Linked DNA regions of Sus scrofa: all the other regions are linked to region 1. Evidence: chromatin contacts called from public HiChIP or PLAC-seq data. All regions are on one chromosome and are shown on one strand. Each heading gives the region's core, a stretch centred on a gene start, on an enhancer-like site or on the middle of the called end of the contact. The rest is flanking DNA. Distances are from core to core; before and after follow the strand shown.

Region 1 (2,738 bases), core at 168-2,667:
CAGTCCAGTCTCAGCCTCCATCTTCACACAGTAATTTTCCCTCAAAGCCTGTTTTTGTATCCAAATTTTCCTCTTCTTAAAAGGACATCAGTCATATTGGACTTAGCGCCCATCCTAATTCACTATGACCTCATCTTAACTAATTACATCTACAAAGACCCTATTTCTTCTTTTTTTTTTTTCTTCTTTTTGTCTTTTTAGGGCCGCACCTACAGCATATGGAGGTTCCCAGGCTAGGGGTCGAATGGGAGCTGTAGCCCGCCAATGCCACAGCCAGGCAGGATCCGAGCAGCGTCTGCGACCTACACCACCGCTCATGGCAACGCTGGATCCTTAACCCACTGAGCGGGGCCAGGGATCGAACCCACAATTTCATGGATCTTAGCCAGTTCGTTACCGCTGAGCCACTGACAGGAACACCAGACCCTATTTCTAATGTCATACTCTGAGGTCCTGGGTGGTCATAAATTGGAGAGAAGAGGCACTATTCAACCCAGCACGCTGGGCCACGTAATTTTCCTTGTTTGACAAATGGGGTTAACAACAACATCTACTTCATGGTAGCGTTATGAAGCTTAAATAAATTCATGTATATCTAAAGGACTCAGAACGGTGCCTGGCACATGACAAGAACTGTACAAATGTTACTTGGTGGTGGTAGTAGTAGTGGTAGTAGTAAGAATAACAGGAAATGAGCACCAGGTTTCCAACTCAGGACGGGAGTCCTTAGGATTGGAGAAGCGCCCCCCCCCCCCCCGCCCCAGACAGGTTCTGGGCCCTAAATACCCAAGCCCAGAGCCTTTGAATTCGCTCCACCAATACTTTCAGGGTATAATATTCATTCTCTGCGAGAGAAGACGGACTGCTATAAAAGCGGGAAGAGAGTAATGAAAGTTACAGCCTGGCCTGAATACACCCAAGTTACTGCCGAAGCGCGCGAGAAGCGGCCCCGGCCGACTCTGGGCTGAGGCAGGGTCGGGCGAGCAGTCAAAGCCGGGCAGCCCGCGACCCGTCGAGGAAGAGCCGGGCCGAGGGCGGAGCTGGGAAGGCGGGAGGGGGGGGGCAGCCCCGCGGACCCAAGCCGCCAGACCCAACTCACCCCTTGCCGCCAGCCCCGCCAGTCTTCGGCCGCTTTTTGCGACGCTTGCGGCCGGATTCAGGGCCCCCGTCGACACCGGCATCTGCCCCGGACAAGTAACGCTTCAGATACTCGGCCTTGGAGAGCGGCGGAGCTGCCGCCATGGCAGCGGCGAGGGCGGGGAGACGGACGGGCGCTAGGGACAAAATTCTTGAACGCGAAACGAACGGCGAGGACCCTAGGAGGCGCAACCGGGCCCGGAAGTGGCCGAGTATTTGGAGCAGTCCAAGCTGATAGATGAAAGAGAGCGTTTAAGGGCTAATGAGGAATGAGCATATCTCCGGTGCCCAGTCTACATCCCCCCGCCCCCCGATGCGCAACCGTGTTTTTCCTGTTGTCCATCTATCTGCTCATTCAAGCCTTATTGCAGCAACAAGGCTACAACTGCGACTCCAGAGATCTACTTCAGAGTTGCAGCGCATCTAAGTTTGAGTTCTGGTTTCATAACTTCCTAGCTGTACGACCTTGGGCAAATTATTTAACAAAATGGGGATAAAAATCACACCTAAATCAATGGTTGCAATGACTTGAGAGAATATTACCGTGTAAAGTGCTTTGAACAGCATCTGGTACACAGTATGTTAGTTATTTTTATTAGCATGTTTAGATGGAGAGGAATCTGCTTTAATAGGCCTTCAAGAACCACTCAAGAGAGGAAGTCAGGAATTCCAAACCCAGTATAATTGTTCTGAAAAATATGGAGGTTTCTAACCTGTGTAACTTATCCACATTCGGTATTACTGGTTGCCCCTAGCTATCTCTTGTGTGGAAAATCTCCAGTGCAAAGGACTTGGATCTATTTTCAGTATCGTGAAAGAAGCTAGAAAGACTGAATTCTAATACTCAAGTTTGGGGAGAAGACTTTTTCTTGTAAGCATTAAGAGCTTTACTTGAATTATCTCATTTAACCCTCATGTTTCTCAGATAGTTTTATTATCCTTACAGATGAGAAAACTGAAACTTGGAGAAGTTAAGTTGCCCAACTTCACACAGCCAGAATATATGACCCTTGGGAGCAGAGGCCAAAAAGGTGGGGTACAAGAGGTAATACAAAATTTCTGGAAAAAAATTATATCTTACATTCTATGTATCTCATTATATATGTTAAATCACTGTAACTGTTTCAAGGCATTACTCAAGAAGGCATTGTCATACTTTATCACTAAATACATGTATCTTGGGATACATGTTCAGAAAATACTTATATGTAACAAAACAGGTTTGGAGATCACCGCCCTGAAGCAAGAAATTTTAACCTCTGGGCCATACTGACTGGTCACAGCACCGGCCCAGGAAGAAAAGCAGGCTGGGTCTCTTGAGGGCTTGTGAGAAGGGGGCACTGGACTGACAGGGGAATCAATAGCTGCAGGGGACCATAGGTCCCCCACCCACAACCTTGCCTTGGCTTCTAGTCTGCTTTAATGTACCTCAAGCTGGTGTCAGCAGACATGGGGAGTCTCCCACTGCCACTCCAGTGAATATTACTCCTATAGTTCTCTCAACCCCATGCCCTCCTGCCCTCTTCTGTCATCAGTTCTACCTCTACCCATTCCACTCAATACCTACCCTTAGCCTGACAAGACCCAAGCTCTAGTCTTAA
Region 2 (2,927 bases), core at 382-2,881, 380 kb after region 1:
ATGGAAGTTCCCTGGTGGCCTAGTGGTTAAGTGTTGTCACTGCTGTGGCACAGGGCAATCCCTGGCCCAGGAACTTCTGCATGCTGCAGGTGTGGCCACAAAAAGACAAAACACTGTACGTTGTGTATGGATGTGAACTTTATTTATTTATTTTTGTCTTTGCTAGGGCCACTCCTGCGGCATCTGGAGGTTCCCAGGCTAGGGGTCTAATTGGAGCTATAGCCACTGACCTAGGCCAGAGCCACAGCAACGTGGGATCCAAGCCACGTCTGTGACCTACACCACAGTTCACAGCAACGCCGAACCCTTAACCCACTGAGCAAGGCCAGGGATCGAACCTGCAACCTCATGGTTCCTAGTCACATTCGTTAAGCACTGAGCCACAATGGAAACTCCTGGATGTGCACTTTAAACAAACCTAGGGGCACATTTTGCACCAAAGCCTGAGGCACAGGTGTAAGGCTTCTACCCACCACCATGAGCGGCCTGGGCTTATTCAATACAGCCAGGCTATGGCAGAGACGCTCTGGTCCTCAACTTGTGGTGTTTACAGCATCAGAGATACTGGCACAGGGTAGACCAGTCAAATCACATCAGGCTCAGGATAGCAGTGTTTCTTTTTTTATTATTATTATAGTTGATTTATATTGTTATGTCAATTTCTGCTGTACAGCAAAGTGACCCAGCCATACGTCTATACACACTCTCTCATATTATCTTTCATCATATTCCCTCACAAGCGATTGGACATAGTTGCCTGGGCTATGCAGATTGTGTATTCATTTCTCTCCCTTCCTTCCTTCCTTTCTTCCTTCCTTTCCTTCTTTCCTATCCATTCTTTCTTCCTTCCTTCTTTCCTTTTTTTTTTTTTTTTTTTTTTTTTTTTTTTTTGCTTTTTAGGGCCGTACCTGCGGCATATGTAAGTTCCAGGATAGAGGTTGAACTGGAGCTGCAGCTGAGGCCTAGCCACAGCACTGCCAGATCAGAGCTGCATCTTCGACCTACACTACTGAGTGAGGCCAGGGATCCAACATGCATCGACCGGATCGAACTAGTCGGGTTCCTTACCACTGAAGACATGGTGCCAAAATATTTTGTATAAAAGGTTTCACCAATTTACACTGAAAGTCACTACCTTTCAATAAGCTCTGTATCTGCCTCAACAGAGACGAGGAAAATCAGCCCAGCAAGATTGAAGCTCCGCAATCCATGAAGCCCTGTAGCCGCTGCAGTGGGAGGCCAGAGTGCGCAGGGATTCCATCAGCAGTTCTGTCTCAGCTTCCCCTTCTCCGGCAGTTTCCTAGTTGTTTGAAGTTCTTCGTTTCTTAAGATACCAGGCAAAAAAACCGGCCCAGGGGTGAAGGATGTTAGTGACAAAAGCAGAGGTGGGGTGGAGGAGATCCCTACGTCTGAGGATAGAAAAGAATTTGTCAATGAGAATCCAACACTTGGAGAGCCTTCATGGCAACGTCCGTCTAATCCAAAGTGAGCTTCCAGAGACGGGCAGGATAATGAAAAAGGAGGCGTTAATTGGATAGGAGTTGGAGAGGCAGGCCTCCAGCCCGAAGGAGGCGGCCCCTTTAAGGCCCAAGCGCGGGCCTGGCCCTTTAAATCCGTGTCAGTTTCCCTTTACGTCAGCGGGCGGGCCAGCCACCCAGCTGTTTACCGCCCCGCGGCGCTGCTCACTCCCCGGAGATCCGAGCGCCGAAGCAGCCGCGTCCGCCCGCCCTTAAAGGGCCGGCGCCCCCAAAACTCGCCGAGCCGCGCGGCGTCGGGTCTCTACCTCTGTCACGCCTCTCACCCTCTGACTCTCCTCCCAACGCGGCCGCCCCCGCCGCCGGGTTCCCCTCCCTCCCTTCCTCCCTCCCTCGCCCCCCTTTCCCGGCGTCTCCAGGCTCCCAGCAACCAGCCGCCTCCTCGCTCTCAGGGCCCTGGCGGGCGTCCGCCGGGTCTCCGGACAGTGCTCTGTCCCTGGCGAGCTGGGACCCCTTCCTGTGGCCCGTACCCCAAGCTCTCCCCTCCCCTTCTAGCCGCCCCCTCCCCTCTCGGGCTACTGAGAGTGTGTCTATGGCTCCTGGGAGGGGACGATTCCTAATCTCAGGCCGGGGTTAAAGTTCTGGTCCTGGTGAGATGCTGGAAGCTGCGGCCAGAGCCGCAACCTGCCCTGGAGGTGTCCTGTCGCCTGTCGCCGCCGCCGCCACTGCCGCCCTGCCGGGGCCATGTTCGCTCCGGGCTTGGCCTTCTTGGCACTCTTGGTGGCCTCGGTCGAGAGCCATCTGGGGGTTCTGGGGCCTAAGAACGTCTCGCAGAAAGACGCCGAGTTTGAGCGCACCTACGTGGATGAGGTCAACAGCGAGCTGGTCAACATCTACACCTTCAACCATACAGTGACCCGCAACCGGGTGAGGGAAGGGGCTGGGCTGGGGGCTGGTGGTGAGTGGGTGAGGAGACCGGGGCAAGGAGACTCTGCCAGTCCCAAAACCACACCGGACCCTCTTGCCAGTCCTTTTTCCTTTCCTAAAGCTCCTGCTGGACAGTTTTTGAAGTTGCCTCATTCCCATCTTCTTTTTGATCCCTTCCGTTCCACCAGCTGTAGCCTGAGCAGGACTGGCCTGCTCCCTACCCCTCATCCAGAAGCCAGTGGTTCTGTGAGGTCTGGGAGCAAGCAGGAGCAGGCTTGCTAGTAAGCTTGGCCCAGTAAACACCACAGGATGAAACAGGCCCAAACTGAAAGGCTCTGCCCAGTGGGGGTGTGTGTGGTGGGGTGGTATTATAGCTGAGACACCCCAGGGAGGTGAAAGCAGGACTTCCTAAGCTGCTGTTACTGCTGGGACCCGCCCAGCCCTCTTCCTGCCAGCTGGGCCTTGTAAGTTGAAGGTGGTGGAGATACAGCCACCTTCAGGTCTGGTGGGAGAGGAGTTTGTCTT
Region 3 (2,705 bases), core at 137-2,636, 430 kb after region 1:
TGCTTACACACATATCCGATTGGATCAGTCTCAAAACATTACAGAAACATGGGCATTTTACCGAAGTCTCTTTGGAAAGGGAGACGGGAACTTCTGCCACCTAACATTTCCCTCCAAAAAGCTGCATATCTCCTCTCTTTTCCTTTTAGGTTCTCCACCCTCCAGCAGCCTTGACTGTCCAAGATAGTCAGCTCTCTTTCCCAGTCTGCATACCTTACTAAGCAAAACAAAATCTGGCTAGCCTTGATAGTGATCCAACTAGGCAGGCTCTTACAGTCTCAGTGGAGCTCACAGATTTCCCAAAGAGAGGAGAAACCTGACCACCATGGCCTCCACTCCCTCTGGCGGAGCAGTGCTTTACTCCTGACCCTCCCATCCTAGGCTTCTGGGAATGGAACCTTAATCTGAAAGCAGATCTCAACTTCACCCAACTGCTAGGCGTGTCTTTGCAGCTCTTAGGTGCTAAGAGAAGAGGAAGATACAGGCAGCCCCAAGTTCAAGACTTGGCTCCCAAGACCCTGTCCTCCTCGCAACCTGTTCCTAGAAACCAAGCTGCCGGTACCGGGTTCAGTTTCATTGGCTTCCTCCTCCCTAGCCTTGATTGCCCCGTGCAATGTGGCCCTCTCCTCAGAGAACCCATACTATCCTGGAATCCAAGACCCCGTGGCCCAGTCTTCCTGGGCTCCCCCACGCCGGGACTGAAGGCGCCCTTTGTGCAGCTCTTTCACCCTCGGACACCGGCCGCCCCCAGTTCCAGGCCACTCGGACTTCCAATGCCTCGCCCCCACCGAGTTCCCAACTCACCGGCCCGGCCGCAGCTGCTGCCGCCGCCTCCCTGCGGAAACTCGCGGCTTCCCGGGAACCTGAGGAGCCAGTGACAGTAGCATCACTTCCGCCCGGCAGCTCAGCCAATCAGCAGCGGGTCCTCGGGCCGGGCCGACCCGCCGGGAGCAGCCGGCGCTAGGGGGCCGGTTCCTTCGGGCATCCTCTACTGAAAGAGCAGCGTGCGGGTGTGGTGGGCGCTCCTCTCAGGGCCCACCGCCCCAACTTCGGGCATCTCCAAGAGAGACCCTCTCCAGACAGACGGTCCTCTCCTTCTTGGCCAGAGAAAAGGCATCTCTGCTGTAACCTCCAAAAACACCTCTCTCTCTGATCGCCATGATCCCCTCTCTCTGTAATCCTCCTAAAGGCGGCCCTCCCTTCACCACGTCTCCTTTCTTCCGGAGGTCACATCTCCTTTCGTCCCTGCGCCCCGGGAGAGTCCACTAGTATCTTAAGGGCTTCCGCAGTGTCCGCGTCCCCTCACGGTGCCGGCTCCCGCCGCCAGAGGGCGCCGTCGGGGGCGGCGCGGTGCCACCGCGGCCTCTCCTCTCCTGGCCGAGCCTCGCCCCCGCCGCTCGTGCCGCCGGAAGTGGGAGGTGTCGCGCGCGGGCCGGCGCTCGACCCCTCCCCCCAAGCTCGGCCGCCCCCTCCCCCCGCTCCGCCCGCTCAGGTGCGTCCCGTCCCTCCCCCCTTCCCTCCCGGAGGCGCGGCGCGGGAGGTGTGTGCGGGGCGGGTGCGAGGGCCGGGGGCAGTGGCGCAAGGGGCGGGGGATCGGGCCGGGGGGCGTGGAGGGAGCTGCGGGGACGGGGGCTGGGGTCCTGGCCTAGAAGTGGGACGGGGGCTGGCAGCCAGGCGGCGCAGGGGGGCGGGGGGCAAGGTTTGGAGGGGCTCTGGCAGGAGGAAGCAGCCCACTGGGCCAGCCCCCTGTGGACTGCCGCCGGGACCACCCGGCGCGGCTTCCCCCCATTGTCCCCTTCGCGTCAGTCCCCGGATCTCCTGAGGACCAGTCGCAACTGGCGTCGCCGTCTAGCTGGTGGTCGCCGCCGGCTTGTGGTACCGGGTTTTCCTTGGCACTTTCGACTTTACGCCCCTCGCCGCAGCCTCTGCCAGATGGCCCTGGTCCCCTCTCCTCTGGGCTCTGAGCTGCGGAGTTGCTTGGAGGACCCGTGCCCTCTGGTTTTGACTACCGGGAGCCAAGGACCCTGGCCCGGGCTCTGATGGGCCAGGGCATTTGCACCTGAGCTAGCGGTAGGGGCGATCTAGGGCCCGTTTTCTTCTGGGAGACTTGTATGTTGGGGAAACTGAGGCACAGGGGGTCTCTGGCCTGGGACTGAAGTGTTAGCACAGTCCAGCCTCCATGTCTACCCTGTGCGCTCGCTTTTCGAGGGTTAGGAATGTACAAATGAAGCTATTAAAAACAAGAATTTAACCCCGTGTTACATCCCTCTTCCTCTCCCTTCACCGTAGAGGGCGGTGATTTGTCTGCAACATAAAGGATGACCTTTTGATCTAAGAAAGGCATCTGTCTCAGTTCCCTTGCTTGGATTACTCTTTTTTTCATTTTCGTACTGGAGTAACCAAGATTCTCATACTCTTCTGCACCTCGGTAGTAACTCTGAAGAGTCTGTACTTTTCTCAGTCAGTGGTTGTCAAACTTCTCCCATCTGCCAGCAACACAGAGTCTAAGTGAGAGATACTAAGATTGCCCGGTAAAATACTGCTTTTTCTCTCCCACATGAACACCTCCAGAAAACTTTACTCCAAATAATGGAGGATGCTTTTAATGTAACAGCCGTAAAATGATTCTAAAACATAAGATATTATTGATATTAGGCCAAAAATTACATCCATTGTAAATGATACGAGACAAGGTAAGTATGTGC

Evidence for each region. HiChIP or PLAC-seq counts read pairs in DNA pulled down with a chosen protein or histone mark.
Region 2: an H3K27ac HiChIP or PLAC-seq map of alveolar macrophages shows a contact between it and region 1. The contact joins the promoter of SIDT2 here to the promoter of BUD13 in region 1. A contact is called at or near these places in 1 of 5 promoter capture datasets (liver) and 2 of 2 datasets of contacts at active chromatin or transcription factors (alveolar macrophages and skeletal muscle).
Region 3: an H3K27ac HiChIP or PLAC-seq map of alveolar macrophages shows a contact between it and region 1. The contact joins the promoter of RNF214 here to the promoter of BUD13 in region 1. A contact is called at or near these places in 1 of 47 Hi-C or Micro-C datasets (heart right ventricle) and 1 of 2 datasets of contacts at active chromatin or transcription factors (alveolar macrophages).

The regions. Positions count from the first base shown.
Region 1 is chr9:44,163,993-44,166,730 of Sscrofa11.1, forward strand. BUD13 (BUD13 homolog) reads right to left here and starts at 1,418. Exons shown (of 10, transcript XM_021062876.1): 1 at 1,100-1,418. The coding sequence starts at 1,242.
Region 2 is chr9:44,542,017-44,544,943 of Sscrofa11.1, forward strand. It overlaps SIDT2 (SID1 transmembrane family member 2), which reads left to right and starts at 1,632. Exons shown (of 26, transcript XM_003129880.3): 1 at 1,632-2,402. The coding sequence starts at 2,220.
Region 3 is chr9:44,595,594-44,598,298 of Sscrofa11.1, forward strand. RNF214 (RING finger protein 214) reads left to right here and starts at 1,387. Exons shown (of 16, transcript XM_021062882.1): 1 at 1,387-1,492. It overlaps PCSK7 (proprotein convertase subtilisin/kexin type 7), which reads right to left and starts at 956. Exons shown (of 17, transcript XM_021062880.1): 1 at 805-956.